2 separate regions of the Pan troglodytes genome follow, and region 2 is linked to region 1. A link is a contact called in public Hi-C data. All regions are on one chromosome and are shown on one strand. Each heading gives the region's core, a stretch centred on a gene start, on an enhancer-like site or on the middle of the called end of the contact. The rest is flanking DNA. Distances are from core to core; before and after follow the strand shown.

Region 1 (5,202 bases), core at 1,190-3,689:
GGTACGTTTGCAGTGATTGGTCACAAAAGGCTGATAGTATTGTTGTAGGTGTTGGCCTCCCCATTCAAGCTTGGCTCACTCCAGCCCCTGGAGCAGACACTTGTCTTGCTTATTTAAAACTTATCTACCTATCCCTATGAATCTGAAGTACCATATGGCAGATGTAGCCTTTTCAAGAGACATGCCAACTGATGTCTCTGTTGCATATCTTATGCATATAATTATAATAATAGATTAGACTTAATGAACTTATACTATGTACCAGATACCAGGCTGATCACTATACATATTTATTTTTACCTCGTGCCATGAACATAGAAATCATTGAAGAAGATAAAGTGACTTACCTGGTCATTTTATGGCCATTTAGCACCTATAAACTTGGCCGTCGCTGGCTTAGAGGAGGAAAAAAATATTTAAAAAAAAACATTTTTTCTTCAAACATAGAAATTTTTGTTTTCTTGCTGCTTTGCCAAAGAAAGAGCTCTAAACAAAAAACGAGGATAGTTCTTTCCCATCCTATCCTGTTGCGTTATCATCTCCCAGATTGGATGAAGAGGGTAAAGACTCATGCCAGCCCCTCTAATGCCTCAAACCCTGTGTGCTGTAATAGACTCAAAACAAGAAAGAAAGGAGAACAGTTCTCATCCCTGTCCCATGCCACTCCTGCCAGACAGAGCTGTTGGCATATGCCCAACTGGGCAGGCGGCCCTTTTTGTGACTCTTTCCTTTGGCTACCCGCGAAACCTGGTCATGGCGTCAGCCTTGGAGGACCTTTCCGGGAGAGCCATGAAGCCACTAGGCTGCCTTCCCTGCTGTGGGCCTTGGGGCTTCAGTCATGGCTCTGTTGACAGGAGAGTAGCTGAATTATAATAATAACCTTTCCTTCCACCTCACGGGGGTGTCGTTAGCATGAGATGACATAATAGATGTAAAAGTTTTTTTGAACAGTATAAAAATATAAGTCAAAATAATAAAAGAACGAAGAGCATTATGATTACAATGATGTCAGAGCACTCCACCCCAGGATCGTTTGAGCTGTCAATGACAGAACAAATTCTCTCTGCAGGCCCCAGGGTTTTCACTCAGGGTTTTCACTCAAGGTTTTAGCAGATTTGTCTAAAACTAGCCACTCTCTTAGTCAGAGAAACAGAAGAATGGAAAAAGTTCAGTGAGCTGCTATTTGGGGCCAGTTACTACCCCAAAGTTTCTCTCACACATATACATACACATTTGCATATCCACAGGTATGTAAGACATACACATAGGAAACATGTAAATGTTGACAGAGGGGAAAAGTATAATCCAGATGTAGTGGCAACTTCTCTGCGCCTATAGATCTGGGTCAGATTATCTTAAGCCCCAACTCTGCAGCAGGCATAGCACCCCTAAGTCTTTCCAAAATTTCTGCAGTTTCCCCAGGTGTCTAGTGGTTATGCCAGCTTTTATGGTTTCTGTCCTTGGATTTCCATTTCTTGTAGGCAGCAGCCTCTGCTGCATAACATGGACAACACAGAGAAGCTCAGGTTTTGATTTCAACAATCAACATAATCCGTCCCAAATATACCAGTAGATTTTTCTGGAATGAATAGGAGTTAAGTGGATGTGCAGGTGGGATTGAATTTACACAGCAACAGTGAGGTTTATGTGGCAACACTGATCAGTTCAGGAGGTACAATCCATGCTGAAATGTCTGTTGATCACCCTTTCCAGGGGGTATTGAGAGCCTTTCTCCAAGCACCTGCTCTTCTCCCTGTTACTCCTCACTTCTCCCCACGCCCCACATTCCTAATCCCACATCCCATATCCCCATTTTAGAAGCCAATAACTGGTTTCCTTTCCCTGTCTCAAGCAGAACAACCCTCCCAATCCCTGAGTGGTGGGTGGGGCTACTTCTGTTCCAGGGATGCTCTTTCAAAAACTGAAGGAGGCTTCCCAAGTGAATCTAGACAATAAATTGTCTTTGCCTCCTTCCACAAGTGTGAAATAATTACATATTACCCAAATCCTGCAGCCCATCAGGACTGAACACAGATTACAAAATCATATTCAATACTGTTTAACAGTAACTTTAAATGGGTCACTCACTGAAATCTTGAGGTTTAAACACAATCGTTTTGAAAATCTGGCTGAGCTCTATGTTGCTCTGTTATTCTACTGAGAGAAGGAGGGGAGGGGGGTTTATTCCTGTCAGTAAAAAAAAAAAAAAAAAAAGATGAACTGTGTAAAAATAATGTAAGGGGAACACCCACTATTGCTGTCCCTTCTCAAATGTCACATCACATTGATCCTGGTGAGCCAGGAAGTCACTTAATGCATTCTTTAAAAAGTCAGACTGTCCAGGGAAAGGACACCTTCTTTCACTTCCAATCAGCCAACCCATCACTCCTTTCCTCCATTTGTAAGTCTGGGGAGTAACTTAAAAGGCATGAGTCATGTTCTGAAAATCAAACATGCGCATGCAGAGCATGCAAAATGAACCGCGGAGAGAGTCGGCATTAGAGACACAATGCGGCCTTTGTGAAACATGACAACGTCCCTGGGGACCGAGGTTTCTGAGTGTTGCTGAACTGAGGAGAGTAATAACAGGGTCCAGGGTTTGCCAGAGAGTGTGTCATAACATGGAGATTTTAGGAAAAGCGTGGAGTCCCTTTAATCAGCTCTGAGAGGAGCTTGCTAATAGTGCCTTTTTGTCAGTTGTTTATGTGGTGGGTGGGTCAACATCAGAACTTTACCCTTCTATTGTTATGAAAATTTGTAGACTGTTTATCTATTTTCTTTCCCTTTTCCAAGGAAACATTTGCAAAATGTTAATTACAGAGATTCTAGCTTTACCTTTCCTGAAAGATTAATTCTGAAACATTAGTTTCACTTGGGATCACCTCTCTTAAATGGGGGACTTTAGTTTCAGTGACTTTGCCTGTCACTCTGAGCAGGGTTTGTGCTCCAAAGAAATCTCTTGGGATCTACCATTTGTCTGGGGGAAAGGGATATTATTTTGGGCTGTGAAGTCTGTTCGCTAAAAAAAGTGCTTGCAGGATACCAACCACACACAAACGTAGGAATTTCTACTTGTTAAGCCTTTCCGTCTGCAGGGGAGTTGTTGCATTATTTCTTATAGCTGTTGTTCAATGAGACAGTAGTACGTTTGAGTCTCTGATCTCATCTCCCAAAGTTTATTGTGAAACTTTCATATGAGCACCTGTGTTCCTGGATTACAAAATGACACCATTAGGCAATTCTTATTGTCATGGATAATTGCCATAGAAAGGGGAATAGGATAGAGGACTAGAAAAAGGAATGAAAGTAAACACTTATGGGGAATATTGTGCTTTAGAAAAGGCATTGCAATGTAATAGCATGATGATTTTAATCCCAGATTCATAGTGATTTAATGAAATAAGCAGCATCCATAGGCTCAAAACATATGTTTACAGAGGTAGATGGAATAGCAGATATTTCTGTTGTAGTGATTTTTTTGTGTCCAAAGTGTATCTTCAAAAGGCATATAGTCCTTTGAGTTCTGAAAATACCAATAGTTTTCTTTTTATGCTCGTTGTGTTTAGCACTCATTGTTTTATCTTGGAAGACACTTTCTATTTCTATGTACAGCCATCATAGTAGGATTTACATTTCAGCCGGCAGCAATTCCTAAGACTATAGAAAAGCTGGAAGGAATAAGAAGACTTCTTATTTTAGCTGTCATAGATGATGATTGGGTTTATAAAGGACTTAAGATATAATGATAGGGAAAATTCATAACCTAATGCTTTCAAGTCAATTTCATGTTCTGCTTTTAATTAGAATCAGCCTTCTCTCTTTTTCATTTGCTATGTAACATACCTTTCCTTAATTTCTGGGGAGAAAACCCTCTCGAAACAGGGGTGAAAAACTGTTGATTTAGAATCATGTCATAAAATAGAACTAAAGGAAAGGGGTGAACTGAATGCCTCAGACTGAAACAGAGCTCTTCAGGGTTGATCCCACTGATTGTACTGTTGATGGCAGAGAGAGAGCAAGGCAAACACAAAATTGTTAATGTGGCAACTAACACAATCCTAACCATAAATACTTGCCAAAGCTGGAATGCAGGATTTCAATGAACCCACCTAGTCTTTTATCCCACTGACATAATTTAAATCATGGGGCTGGTTTCCACACATGACTAGAAACCCCACCTCAGTGTGGTTTTCAATATAATGTTCACCTCATCATATATTGATTTCCAAATCTTTGGTCCCTAACTTTCCTTTACAAGGCTTTGGTTTTCTCCAATTACAGAACCTTGTTTAATTTATGCATGTAATTCTCAATGTTTCTTTGAGTACAGACCTCAGAAAGTGTTACTGAATAAAAAGATTCAGCAATTGCAGTTTAACATTGTCCTGTCCCGAGCTCTTGAATTCTACTTCCTTCAGTCTTCATTTACCCCTACACTAGAATACAGTGGCCACTTTTTCCCCATGAACTTCTTCATGTTTTTTGACTTAAAGAAAAACTCTTATTTTTTGGTATTTTTTCAAATTTGAAGAAGGAGATTAGAAGATTCTGATGTTATTCTAAATGAATGTTAAAAAAAAAAAAAAAGCCCAGCTCTGAGAAATGAAGGTAATATAGAACTGAATAAAAACCAAAACACAGTTTGAATAAAGAAAATTCACCAGATTTTTTTTCTTGGATATCAGCCTTTTATGATTTTGGGCACCTAGTCACTGAAAAGCTTTGTTCATTTTTTTTTTTAAACATAGTAACATATATAGATATTGTAGTAGCTAATTGCAATTATTCACCCTAGACAAAGACAAAAAAATGAGGTTTTGTTTTTCTAATTTCTTAGCTTGTGTGCAAAGTTGCCATTCCAGATGGGGCCCATTATGTGATGTTGTATTTCAAAGGGAAACATTTCTTAAAGTTGCTGAAAAAAATGTCTATTAAGGAAATAAGAGCTGCTGAAGCAAAGACACGTGTTATCTATTTCTTCAATTAGTGGCAAAATTCTGGTAGTATTCCTAAAGAGCTGCAGGGGTTCTAATTGAAATATTCTAATCCTTCCTCTTCCCAACCCACCGAATGCCATTGTCAATAGGGGGAAAGAATCATAGAATTAAATTCTAGGTAAAACCATTTCTGATTCTGTAGCAATGAGAAAGGGTTGCACTATTTTTGGTTCTTGCATCATTTATTAGAAGTTTTTCTCAGTAG
Region 2 (5,382 bases), core at 698-3,197, 160 kb after region 1:
ACACACACACACACATTCACTCATTAAGAATTTGAAAAAAATATTTATCTACCTCCTTCTTTCCTATGTCTGTATATGCATTTTTCTTTTGAAAAAGGCTGTAGATGAAAAAGAAAAACATTAACAGCGTAACAAGATTAAAACTATGTTTTATGGCAAATGGTTTAAAACTTCAGGAAAGCACCTTTAAAGGCCGCAAGCGAATGCCTGCTTTTTACTGAGACCTGTGGTGATCTCCCCATCGCCTGGAAATATGGAGCTGTACTGTAGAGTGTGTATACACTAGTGTGCACTCCTGTACTCATTATAATGTGGCCTGGGGCTTGGAGCTAAACATTTCTCTAGAACATAATGAGCTGTGTACTGTAATGAAGGTGTTTGAAATTGATTTGACTGTTATTTAGTATAAAAACTCCCAGATCAAAGACTCTGGCAAGGCTACAGACACTCAGGCACTCCCAGACAAAGGACACTGTATGATGGCGGGAGGCAAGTGGAGAGGTGTGGTGGCTTATGCAGAGCCAAGGAATTTATCAAGCCGTTATCTGATTGTTTTTATTTCAAGTCACTATACATCACTCACAAACTGCCATCTGGCAGTAGATGATTTTGAGGATTATTTTGAAGAATATTACAAAACCCGATTTAATTTCCCTCTCGATTCCTAGTATTTCTGTATTGCTCCTTCATCACAGTCATGGACACCCTCCCAAGCTAATTTGTAAAATGAATTTTACTGAATGCCATTTAATCTTATTGCCATAGTTACAAACCAAGAAATCGAAAATTGCTAGGCTGAGCTGAAAATAGCTGACTTGGTACAAGGAAGAGGACTAATTCTTATGCAAAGCTCTACGCTCACATGCAATCTCTGATTCAAAGAACAATAGAAAGTTTGATCCTCGAAAACCTGACCTTCTGATGCCTTTTCACTCTCCAACCCAGAACCACCATAGGTTTGAATGAAATGTGTAAAAACTTAAGATAAGGTTTGCTTTGCAACCTGCTGTTTTAGCTTCTGTGTTACTGTTGCAATGAGGTCACAGCCTTGATATTTTCACAGGCAATACTGGGGATTTTATAACTGTGTGGAAATTATAAAAGCAAGAACCCATGTAACGGCTGAAATTTAAGAAAGGTTTAAATAATTCCTGAGCATTATTATTTATAATTGACAAATCTATCTATCTAATCATTCTATAGTTCTATTATCATAAAGCATACCCATCATCTGGGTGAACATATGTATTCCATGAGAGACGAATAGGATAGGTTATTTGAAAAGAAATTAAGGTGCTGAACATCCAAAGGCCTGTCTTTATAGGTATATATGTACCTAGATTTTACATACCTATATATGTATGTATCTCTCTTAGGGAGAGAGATAAAGAGAATGCAGTAGTAAGATGTAATTAGAATAAATATATTTTAAGGAGAGTTGTTTAACCCATATAAGCAATCATTTTAAGATTTTTGCCAAAGTCAATGCCCCTTTAATCTAATATTTAATGTATTGAAAACTCTTTCTATGTGGTAATAATTTGTCATCATCAAGTTTGCATTATTCTTGGTCCTTAAAAACAATCAAATCAATTTCTTTGGACAGTTATTTCATTTCTTTGGTCCTTCATTGTCTTACTTGTACAAAGAGAGGATTAGAACTTTGAGATCTTTAACAGGCAGAAAAGTATGATTTAATTATTCTTTAATTTTCACTTATTCAACTTGCAATTTATCTGATTTCATTTAGATTATTATGGCTTTGGCATATTTGAATATAATTTTAACATATTTGATTGACAATTCAAAAACAAACAGAGCCACTTAAATATTCAGAGTAAGTAAAATATATGCCATGTATGTAACAACTCAGCACAAAGAGCCCCTCTGTACTCACAGGGCAGGAAGTCAATCGGCTGAGGCTGTATGGCTGCTGCTGTATAGTGCCCACCAGCTGCTGCTCAGCTTCTAGACATTTGCTCTTGTATGCAAAAATCTCAGGAGGACTTTGGGAGTTCTAGGAAACTGCTTGTTGAATGTGGGAGGAAAAGAGCATACCGTGGTATTCTCATTCTAAAACCACCCCACAGAGGGGCTGTGTGTACAGACTGGCCTCAAATGAGTAGGATAGGAGATTCTAAGTGTTGTGCAAAGTATGTTTTAAGGATTTTCTTTTATTTTTTAAAATAAATGAGAAATGCTGGGTTAACTAAGGAAAACAAGCTTCCTTATTGCAGGACTTCTCTAGGCCTTTAAAATGCCAGCCTTGCAGGGTGCGGTGGCTCATGCCTGTAATCCCAGCACTTTGGGAGGCCGAGGTGGGCGGATCACCTGAGGTTGGGAGTTCAAGACCAGCCTGACCAACATGGAGAAACCCCGTCTCTACTAAAAATACAAAATTAGCCGGACATGGTGGCTTATGCCTGTAATCCCAGCTACTTGGGAGGCTGAGGCAAGAGAATCGCTTGAACCTGGGAGGCAGAGGTTGCATTGAGCCGAGATCATGCCATTGCACTTCAGCCTGGGCAACAAGAGCAAAACTCCGTTTCAAAATAAATAAATAAAATGCTGGCCTCCAAAAATGTAAGTCCCCAAAAGTGGGATGGAAGACACAACATTGTTCACTTTTCTTTTTTTCTGTGTTTTTTTTTTTTTTTTTCTTTTTTAGACAGGGTCTTGCTCTGGGCTGGAGGGCAGTGGTGCAATAGTAGCTCACTGCAGCCTCGAACTCCTGGGAGCAATCATTCCTGGCATCTCAGCCTCCTGAGTAGCTGGGACTACAGGTGTGCGCCACTACACCTCAACAACTTTTGTATATTTTGTAGACGGGGTTTTGCCATGTTGCCCAGGCTGGTCTCGAATTCCTGAGCTGAAGCCATCTGCCCACCTTGGCCTACTAAATTGTTGGAATTACAGGCATGAGCCACAGCACCTGGCCTGTTTATGTCTCTTGGTAACACGACCTTTCCTCTTCTGATCCTCCAGTCTTTTGTGGAATAAGTATGTCATTAAATGCAATTAGGCAGGGTGGCAAATAGGTTTCATTTTGAGTGCCACATTTGGTCAGTTGGTAGAGACTACCTGCAGGCATTTTATAAAGGACTTTGAGTGGTGGTTCTGATTACAAGGAAAGAGAAGGTCTAATGATGATTGGTATACCATGGCTTTGCCATCCCCGCCCTTGTTTTCCACCCGTCCTGAGTCTTTCAATCATTACTCGATTATCTTCCACATACTACCTTATCAGGAAATCTCAGAGATAAAATTACAATTTGCCTGAATCTCAGTTTACTTTTGATTTCACATAAGTTGGAAGTTCAAACACTTGCAACCAAACATGCAAAAACTGGGAATACACCACAATGCACATTTTCTAGGTCTAACATTTTACTTACAGAAGTTCAGTTCGATAAACCATACACACACACAAGAGCATGTTCATCCTTTTATTATGAGAGAGGAATTATGTTTTGGGTTATCTTTTTCTAAAACACCTGTTAGATAAAACCTTATTAGCTATTTACTTGCAGTAAATAACATGTATTATGTACTATGTAAACTATAAAACATTTATTAAACTTCACTGAAAATGCAGTTACCACTACTTGCATTCTTATGAATATACAATATTACATTGTATTCAGACCAATTGAGCTGCAGGCAAATATAACCACCTGTGATCCAACAAAGTTCTGATTATGGTCTACGGCCATACCACCCTGAATGCGCCCGATCTCGTCTGATTATGTTAAGATCAGACATACTGAGTTATTGTTTAAGCCATTTTCTACAATTCAGCATCAAAAATGTGGTAGTCAGGGCCTGTTAGAGGCAATGTAGACACTTTTTAAATGTAAATGACCTACAGTCAGTGACAAATGATAAAAACGGAAGGTTACATTAATCCCAAAATATCTACGAAAAGAACAGAATAGTCCTGTTGTAGTGGCTCATATCTGTAATCCCAGCACTTTGGGAGGCCAAAGTGGGAAGACTGCTTGAGCCCAGGAGTTTGAGACCAGCCTGGGCAACATGATGAGACCCTCATCTCTACAAAAAATACAAAAATTAGCCAGGCATGGTGGCGCGTGCCTGTGGTCCCAATTACTTGGGAGACTGCACAGGAAGGATGGCTTGACCCCAAGAGATTGAGGCTGCAGTGAGTCATCTTCGTGCCACTGAACTCTAACCTGGGCAACAGAGTAAAATGCTTTCCAATAAACAAACAAACAAATAAATAAATAAATGGCATTTACATGTACACTAAAAAAAAAAAACAAACAAACCAGAATATGGTAAGAGCAGACAATTTGAACCAGACTTGGAAGAGCAGACTTGCATGGGACCCAGAGTCTTATAGTATTCAGAGTAAATCCATACAGGATTTTTGCCTGTTAGTAAATCCATACTGGGCAAAGGCAGAGACATTGTCACTGTTCTAGGATGTTTAGCACAACTAAAAATATAAAGGAGTTGCTTGCTTCTCCCTATGAGGTTTTTTTTGTTGTTGTTGTTTTTGTTTGTTTTTTTTAAAACCCAGAACTGTTTTTATGGTTTATGGAAATCAGTTATCAAAATATTGCTAATTCAATTTCTTTGATTAACATATTATTATTGGAAGAGTTAAGTAATATGGAAACTTTAATGCTTTCAGAAGACCAATTTGTTTAGAACTAATGGGAGTCTATGTTACTTATGTTGGAATTCATGTGTTTCGATTTCATACATTAGACTGGAGCTTCTCATAAATAAAAACACGTTATATTTTTCTATCTCTATCTCTAATGATCAACTATCTAGCTATTTATCTATTTTCTACCATAGTGGAGCTGATCTACTTCTTCGGCAAAAGAAAAATTGCTTAAGATAAAAGCAAACACTACGCATGCAACACTCAAAATATAAATCAATATTTGAAGGAGAAAAATACATTATACTTAACAAGGTTACCAGCATTTAAGAATATGGAATATGGCCGGGCATGGTGGCTCATGCCTGTAATACCAGCACTTTGGGAGGCCGAGGCAGGCGGATCATGAGGTCAGGCGATCAAGACCATCGTGGCTAACATGGTGAAACCCCGTCTCTGCTAAAAATACAAAAAGTTAGCATCGTGGCGGGCGCCTGTAGTCCCAGCTACTTGGGAGGCTGAGGCAGGAGAATGGGGTGAACCCAGGAGGCAGAGCTGCAGTGAGCCGATATCGCGCCACTGCACTCCAGCCTGGGCGACAGAGCGAGACTCCGTCTCCAAAAAAAAAAAAAAAAAAAAAAAATGGAATATAAGAAGTCAATCAAAATCATGATTGTGGGCCGGGTGCAGTGGCTCACACCTGTAATCCCAGATCTTTGGAAGGCTGAGGCAGGAGGATCTCTTGAGGCCAG

Evidence for each region. A called contact is a pair of places that touch in the nucleus more often than the background predicts.
Region 2: a Hi-C map of stem cell-derived neural progenitor cells shows a contact between it and region 1, with 2.7 times the contacts expected there. The contact joins two enhancer-like sites. A contact is called at or near these places in 1 of 7 Hi-C or Micro-C datasets (stem cell-derived neural progenitor cells) and 1 of 1 other capture datasets (stem cell-derived neural stem cells).

The regions. Positions count from the first base shown.
Region 1 is chr4:114,357,737-114,362,938 of NHGRI_mPanTro3-v2.0_pri, forward strand. No RefSeq gene overlaps it. Among named protein-coding and RNA genes, the nearest start is that of SEMA6A, 78 kb to the left of the region's middle. Within about 2 kb of position 2,440, at least 17 of the 24 cell types and tissues checked have an H3K27ac peak or open chromatin away from gene starts, as enhancers often do. A contact at or near this core is called in stem cell-derived neural progenitor cells, where this site is marked.
Region 2 is chr4:114,522,559-114,527,940 of NHGRI_mPanTro3-v2.0_pri, forward strand. No RefSeq gene overlaps it. Among named protein-coding and RNA genes, the nearest start is that of SEMA6A, 240 kb to the left of the region's middle. Within about 2 kb of position 1,948, at least 4 of the 24 cell types and tissues checked have an H3K27ac peak or open chromatin away from gene starts, as enhancers often do. A contact at or near this core is called in stem cell-derived neural progenitor cells, where this site is marked.